Linked DNA regions of Gossypium hirsutum: region 1 is linked to region 2. Evidence: chromatin contacts called from public Hi-C data. All regions are on one chromosome and are shown on one strand. The core of a region is the stretch at or near the end of the contact, and the rest is flanking DNA. Distances in the headings are between cores, read along the strand shown.

Region 1 (3,598 bases), core at 311-2,810, 59 kb before region 2:
TAAATTATTAAATTTATGCATTTTAATCCTTTTTTATCATATTTTACAAATTTACCCCTAAACTTTTACATTTTATTTAATTTAGTCCCTAAAGTCAAACTTATCATAACTTTCAAATTTAAGTCCCAATATACGTAACCGATCCTGATTGCATCCATAATTAACCTTCAATCACTTGAAAATTGCAATATGTGCATGCTAAGTTTAACATATTTACATATTAGTCCTTGAATGCAAAACTAACAAAATCCACTTTAACAAAATAGTCCTGAAACATTTCCAAGCTTCAAAATTTTACATTTAATATTAAGAACATTCAAAAATCATTATGGTAATTTTAAAAAACTTTAATAATTTTAAAAATAGAGATACGAATTAACTGAACTTAGTTGCAACAATCTCAAAAACATTAAGATTACAAGAAATCGATAAAAAATTCATTCTATGCAAAGTAAAGAAAGATGGCCGAAAGCTTTTGAAGGTTCATCCATTGTGTTTCGGTTTTCAATGGAGAAGAAAAAGATGATGAAAATGTTATTATGTTTTTTACTTATTTTTATTATAAACATATAATTTTAACAAATAATTTAATCCAAAAGCACCATTAACCGTCCACCCACCATGATGATGGCCTAATTGTCTCATAAGTCCTCCTATATTTACTAATTAAACCATTTAATCAATATAATTTAATAGTGATTAGGTTTTACGTTTTTATAATTTAGTCTTTTTTCTTTAATTAATTATCCAAATGTTAAAATTTCTAGACCAAAATTTAATACACCTATATATCAACTCCGTAAATATTTAATAAAATATTTTTAGGCTCGATTTATGAAAACGAGGTCCTAATACCTCGTTTTTCAAAATTACTTGACTTTAAGGACAACCGACTTGCACTTAACTAATTATCCAATTAAATACAAAGTATCAAATAAAATTCACTTTATCATAGTATTGGACTCGTAAATATTATATAATAATATTTACGAGCTCACTTATCGGAATTGTGGTCCCGAAATTACTGAAAAACGGGTTGTTACAATAATTTTGAACTACAACATAAACGAGTTATCACTGGTATTATAATGAAATAAAAAATTACAAATTTAATTATTCTAATTGACAAGACAAGCGTTCTAAGCAATCAAATATCAACTGAATATTTAATAAACCTGAGCAATTGTAATTATAACAAAATATGTATAAATACGAAAGAAAAAAAAAGGGGATTTAAAGTGAAAATTAAGTCTCACAGATCCATCGAATCAAACTTCAATTAACCTTCAATTAGAAAGAGAGGATTTAGCAATCCATGGAATAAGAAAACGCCAAAAAAATCAGTTCGCAAGATGCCCGATATTCAATATAGCTAAAAAGTTTTCTAATCCTCCAAAAGATCCTATTTATAAGGTTTATCTAACAAAAATCAGGGCTACAATACAAGTTTAAGCATTATATTTAAAAAGACAAAATAGCCTTGAGTCTGGAGTCAAAACAAAAAAATTCCACGTGGCGATAGTTGGCACCGCGGCTCAACGACATGGTGCAGGGCCGCCCGAGCTTACTGCATCGGGGGCATAGTCACGTGGTACGGAGTAGCTGGTTTGAAAGCTAGGGCACCAAGGCTAGGATGGGGCGCGACTGGGCAGCAGCTTATTCATTTCCGTTCAGGTCTCCTTATATTCGTTCATTTCGCTCTCAACAATTCTTGACATTGCATTCAAAGCTCGTATTTACCTAATTAAAGTCACAAGGATGCCAAAGTAATCCTTTATAACTAATCAAAGCAAATACGAGAAAAATAAAAATGTAATTAATAATAAAACTAAATTTATAAACAAAGCTCAAACATGATTTTCCACTTGAAGAACAAAGAAAAGTAAAATGATAAGGGTCTAAAATGCATGAATTATGAGTAACAATAATCATTAAAAGTTTAAGAAATAAACTCACCAACATTAACAATAATTGTCTCGATTGCATAATTTAAAAGTTTTGTTCTTAAGTAAAATATTAAACAAGTAATCTCGCACATGGAATGTTGTGAGTTGATAACTCACATGTGATTATCTTGTAGATGTATCTATCAAAATTTTATCAAAACATTCACTTTCTAGATAATTGGGTTTATATTTCTTTTAGAAATACAAGTGATTCAATCTCAACTTTTGTTAGTGAAGTTCTAATAAATCTTCTTTGAGAACAAATGAGACTTCAAAATCTTTAAAATGAAGAATCTCTAGGTGCTTTAATAAAAATTCATGTAAATCCTCATTTATTGTATCATTTTTTGTTGGGATGATCTAACTGATCATACCAACTAATTAATATAATTTGGACCAGTAAACTCTAAGTTTACTATTTCATGTGATTCAATCATACTAATATAAAGTATAAACTAAATAAAATGTAGATAAATTTTCACTAAAATATTCATCCAATATAAAATATAGAAAATAATCTAACCTGAGTTTTAAGAAAATTAACTTATATACTTTGTAGGAATTAGAATGTTATACCATGCAAACAAATATAACTAGCAGTATATCAATGAAAATAACAAATTAATAAGTCAAGAAGTAGTTATAATTGTGAAATAGAAAATGTCGAAACCCTTTTTTTATTTTAAAAAACAATGGGAATCGACTTTTAAAACCGAGTGTGGAGTCGCCACCAATTTCTTGATTTAGATGTGATTAGACCACCTATTAAAAACGCTTTATTCAATGAAAAATAAATTTGGTTTAGGAGAAATAAAGAAAAACGGGTTCGGGAGTCGGTTACGGATGAGGAAGGGTTAGCACCCTCATTACGCCCAAAAACTGGTACCAAATTGATTTGATGTTGTCCTTAGATCAAAAAATATTTTTCGAAGTATATAAAAAAAATTTAATAGCTCAAATTAGCTGTCAAAAATTTCTCGTTCCGAAGATATGCAGTTTCATACCCAGTACGATTAGATACAATCCCTTATACCTTTAAGATACGATCGATTTTCGAATTTTTAAAAAAAAACTTATACATTAAAAGTATAAAAGGTTATCTAAATATTTGGTTCGTCGGAAAAGTCATACCCAGTACGATTGAGCACAATTTTTTCGAATTCCCCAAATATTAGATATTGCCTTATTTCAAAAACTTTAAATAATTGAAATTTAGAAATTTGCTTAAAAAACATGTTTATTCATTTAAAAATTAATGAAATATTTAATGCATTATAAAAAATAATAAATATGAAATAATATACTCGAAATACAATAAACTTTGCTTAATATGTCTAACAATCATTCTAGGTATAATGTAATAAAAAATTCTTTAAGCATGGATAATGAATAATAATAAAAAATAATATACATGATCATAACACAAAATAAAATGATGTACAAAAATATGTATGAAACAAAATGAAGAATTAATGGTCATATAATATATCTAAGTTGACACATTTGCATAAAACTTGGGATATACGTTTATTGAAATAATTATTATAAATTTCAAATTTCAAAGTTAAAATCAAATCATTCACAAAATATTTAAAACATAAATTTATTCAAAAATTGAGAATTCACAAGATAATTTAAATAATATATTAAAT
Region 2 (3,813 bases), core at 482-2,981:
TCTCAAGTATTACCATATATAGTTTTACACTTACAACACAAGACTTCAAAAAATATATTACTAGACCATGTCCCCTAGAGATGATAGAAGATCAAAACATAAAACCTACTTTATATCTTGATATCGGTTTAAGGTAACAAAGATCATGTCCCCTAGAGATGATAGAAGTGCTCATAAATGTAGTGCATAGTCTGTCGCAATATTGCAAACTACCGGTCATCCTTCCATGTAAAATTTCAGAATTTGTAACAAAGTAAAAACTCCATTAACAAGTTTAGAACAAGATATGATAAGGTATGCAAAATTGTAAATAACCAAAAGTTCATACTTCAGATGCAGGTAAATTCAGATCTTTGGAGCTGCCAAAGCCATGAATGACAACTATTTTGTACTTAGCCTCTTCCCTGGGAACTCCAGCTTCCCTGTAAGCCAAATGCCTCCCATCACTGAGCTTAATTCTGGGAGAAGTGACAGGAGGCCCATCGGGTGAGCCACATATCTTTGGAGGGGGCGGCTTTAATGCTCGATAAGTCCATCCCAGGAGGCCCACTGTGAAAGCTACCGCTATAGGGGCAATCATTGCTGCAAAGGGAGAAAACACCATAAATCCATCATATCACATAATTCAAGAAAGAGGAAGATTTTTACCCGGTTTCATATTCATCCAAAGCAAGTTGAAAATATAGGGAATGTTGAAAGCGTATGAATAGAGAAAATGGTAAGCAAAACGTGCTTATGGCTCCTGGGGTTCTTCAAAAATTCGTAGGTAACAGTATCACTTTAACAGAATAATAATGGGGAAATCCTCAGCCATTGTTTTGTGCTTCTAAGTTTCTATGTTTTTTTCTTGAGAAAAAAGTAGATGGAATGAAAGCAGGCCACAACATACAGAGCCAAACAGACGGATTGATTTCAAGTTCTGGGAAAAAATACAGCCAGCTAGCTATTCACGGAATAAGGGGATCTAAAGGGAAGCTGATTGCTTACGTGCTTAAAACATGGGTGATTTTCAAATTATAAACCCTACATAATCAAGCGAGCCTTTATCCAATAGTATATGTGAAATTTAGATAATGCAACCATGTCCTTAATGCAGACAAATATCTGCCTATTGCAATCCACTTTTTGGGGATCAATGAAACTTCCCTCAGCCAACACTACTAGAACTACAGCAGAACAGGAAGGAAGCAACAGCAGCAGCCAAAGTAGGAAAGTTAGCTACAAATTAAAACCTAATGACTAATTGGTTCAGGACCTGCAGAAATTAAGAGAAAGCACAATCATAAATATCCCAATATTTCATATTACAACTTTCAAATAAGATTTATTTCCAGTAGTTCAAGTTCATAACAACCAAATCAAAATTGGAAGTTTCCTAAGTAGCCAGTAACTAACAAATAGGAAACCATTCATATCATTTTACTCATAAATACTCTAAAACAAAGAGTTGATCCGAAATAGATAGATAATATCCAGAAATTCCAAGAAACAATTAGATAGGAAGAGATGAAGAAATAAAAGGAAACTAAAAACCCCAACCTGGAAATGATCTGGATTTGACACTGTTAGCTGTGGTGTGAGCTCTGGCAGATGCAGCTGAGACCTTTTTCTTAATCCGGTCAAGACTTCAAATAATTATAAGAAAGCAAAATCCCATTTGCTGAAAAGGACCCAAGTCCTTACTGTTTTTGATAGTGCCAAGTGATATTTGTCATTGCAAGAAACGTGCCATGCGTCCGACAAAAACAAAACTAAAACTACTAGTCTCCAAATCTGTCATTTTGACTGTTGTTTCAAGCTTGGAACTTTGTAGGATTGTGCACCAGTGAGTCAGAGATTTTAAGGATAATAATCATTTTAATTTGTTTAGAAAAATGAGGTGATATTACCCCTACCATTACGTTCTCCGAAATTAATCATGCCAAGGTTGATTTGGTGAAAATTCGAAACTTTATCCTGAGCAAAGTAACTGTTGAAGATATGGGTGATAGATGATTCTGGTTTGTTTTTGTTGCTATAATTTATATTTGGAAGTATATGATTTCCATCCGTAATTTTGTTTTAGAATGTAATATGTTTAATCACTAAATTTTCTATTTAATTGCTGTATTAAAAACTTCAAGTTTGAAAATGCAAGTGTGGATATATCATAATATATTTATATTGATGTGTTTTGATGTATGATTTTAGATTTATTAATATTTTTCAAATATTTTATAATTATATGTATATAAATATATTTATATGTAAATACAAATTTTAAATTATATTTGATATACCCTTCATGCATAACAATTTGTCAAGCCGTTAATTAATAAAATAAAATAAAATTTAAAGACTTATAAATAAATATTACTAAATTTATTTAAACCTAATTAAAAATTAATTACAATTTTCTTTTCTTCTTTAGATATTTTTTGAAGTTATGAATTTACCCAATCGGCTTCCTTCGCTACAGAAAGAGGAGACACTTGCTATTTTGATGGAGATAGAAACCTTTTTGAAAATAATGATTTAGATTTGAAAGAAGCCAATAGCACTAATTTCTGTAATATTTTTAGGGATCACTTTAGTATTATAAGATAATTCAATTTTCAAAAATTGCAGGAAGAGGATGAGCTTTTCCTTCCATCTACAATTATCGTCGTCTCTATTTTCAACCGATAAATCTCCTTCAAAGGTAGTCAATGCAGTGCTCCAATTATTGTCGCCATAGCTCCTATCTTTGGCTTCGATTTAGGCTACTGCTTTGTTGCCACCCAAAGCTATCGTTGTTAGTATCAAAATATTGCTCTTTCAAATTTTCACAAATTTCCTTCAAATATATTGCCAATTACCTCACATGTTTCAACTATAAATTATTAATTATTATACTTAGCTACTGTCAATTGGACTTCAATGTGTTGTAGTTAATTTCAACATATTTTCTTTTTAGATTACTGTCTTTGAATGGGAGGAAATAAGGTGAAGGAGTGTCTGGTCTTGAATGAAGTCATGGGAGAGTTAAGAAGAAAAGAAAATTGTAATTAGGTTTAAATAAATTTATTAATATTTATTTTTAATTCCTCTAATTTTCTTTTATTTTGTTAATTAACAAGGTGATAAATTATGGTTTATTGATAATGCATGGGACTCATACACTCACGCTATATCAAATATAATCCTATTTAATATTGTAGATTTTATTTTAGGTTTATTACTTTTATTTTAAATGTAATTAATTATTTTAAGAATTTTTATTATTAGATTTAAATATATAATAATACATTAATAAATAAAAATTCATATTGAGGATGAAATGCATTTATATAGAATTTTTATTCTAAGATGTGTTGGGTTAAATTCAAATTAAGCAACAAATACGAATGAAAATTCGAAAAAATTAGATACAAATATTTACGTACGAAAACCCCTTCGAAGAGAATCAAAACCCACAGGTAAAGAAAATTCCACTAAAACAACAAAAACTGCAGAGGAGTACAAGATGGAGAAACAAACAAATCTAGAACTCAAAATTACAAAGTTTTCCCGAAATTCCCACAAACTCTCTCTTAATTTTGTTGTTATTATTCAAAACTATCTAGGGTTTTTAAAAGGCCTTTTTAAGGCTAAAATTCATGCGAAAATATGATTAAAATATTCCTAAAATAATCAAAGTTAGACTGGGAAAAGAGAACTGAGTTTAACTAGAAGAAGAACCATGGTTTCGTAGGGAACACGTCATCACATCATGATGTCGTGTTTAGCTCGTAGGGACGCCATGCATTGCGTCGTCGGACGATGAATTCTTCTTGTTGGGACTTCGTGTGTCGT

What was found. Hi-C and Micro-C count contacts between places; a contact is called where the count stands out from the background.
Region 1: a contact with region 2 is called in a Hi-C map of leaf, with 2.4 times the contacts expected there. The contact joins the enhancer-like site here to the promoter of LOC107953271 in region 2. A contact is called at or near these places in 9 of 34 Hi-C or Micro-C datasets (callus, hypocotyl and leaf).

What each region holds. Positions count from the first base shown.
Region 1 is chrA07:20,615,718-20,619,315 of Gossypium_hirsutum_v2.1, reverse strand. No RefSeq gene overlaps it. Among protein-coding and RNA genes, the nearest start is that of LOC107953266, 3.3 kb to the right of the region's middle. Within about 2 kb of position 1,560, at least 1 of the 9 cell types and tissues checked has an H3K27ac peak or open chromatin away from gene starts, as enhancers often do. A contact at or near this core is called in leaf, where this site is marked.
Region 2 is chrA07:20,556,259-20,560,071 of Gossypium_hirsutum_v2.1, reverse strand. LOC107953271 reads right to left here and starts at 1,731. Exons shown (of 7, transcript XM_016888515.2): 1 at 1,540-1,731; 2 at 988-1,255; 3 at 329-582. The coding sequence starts at 580.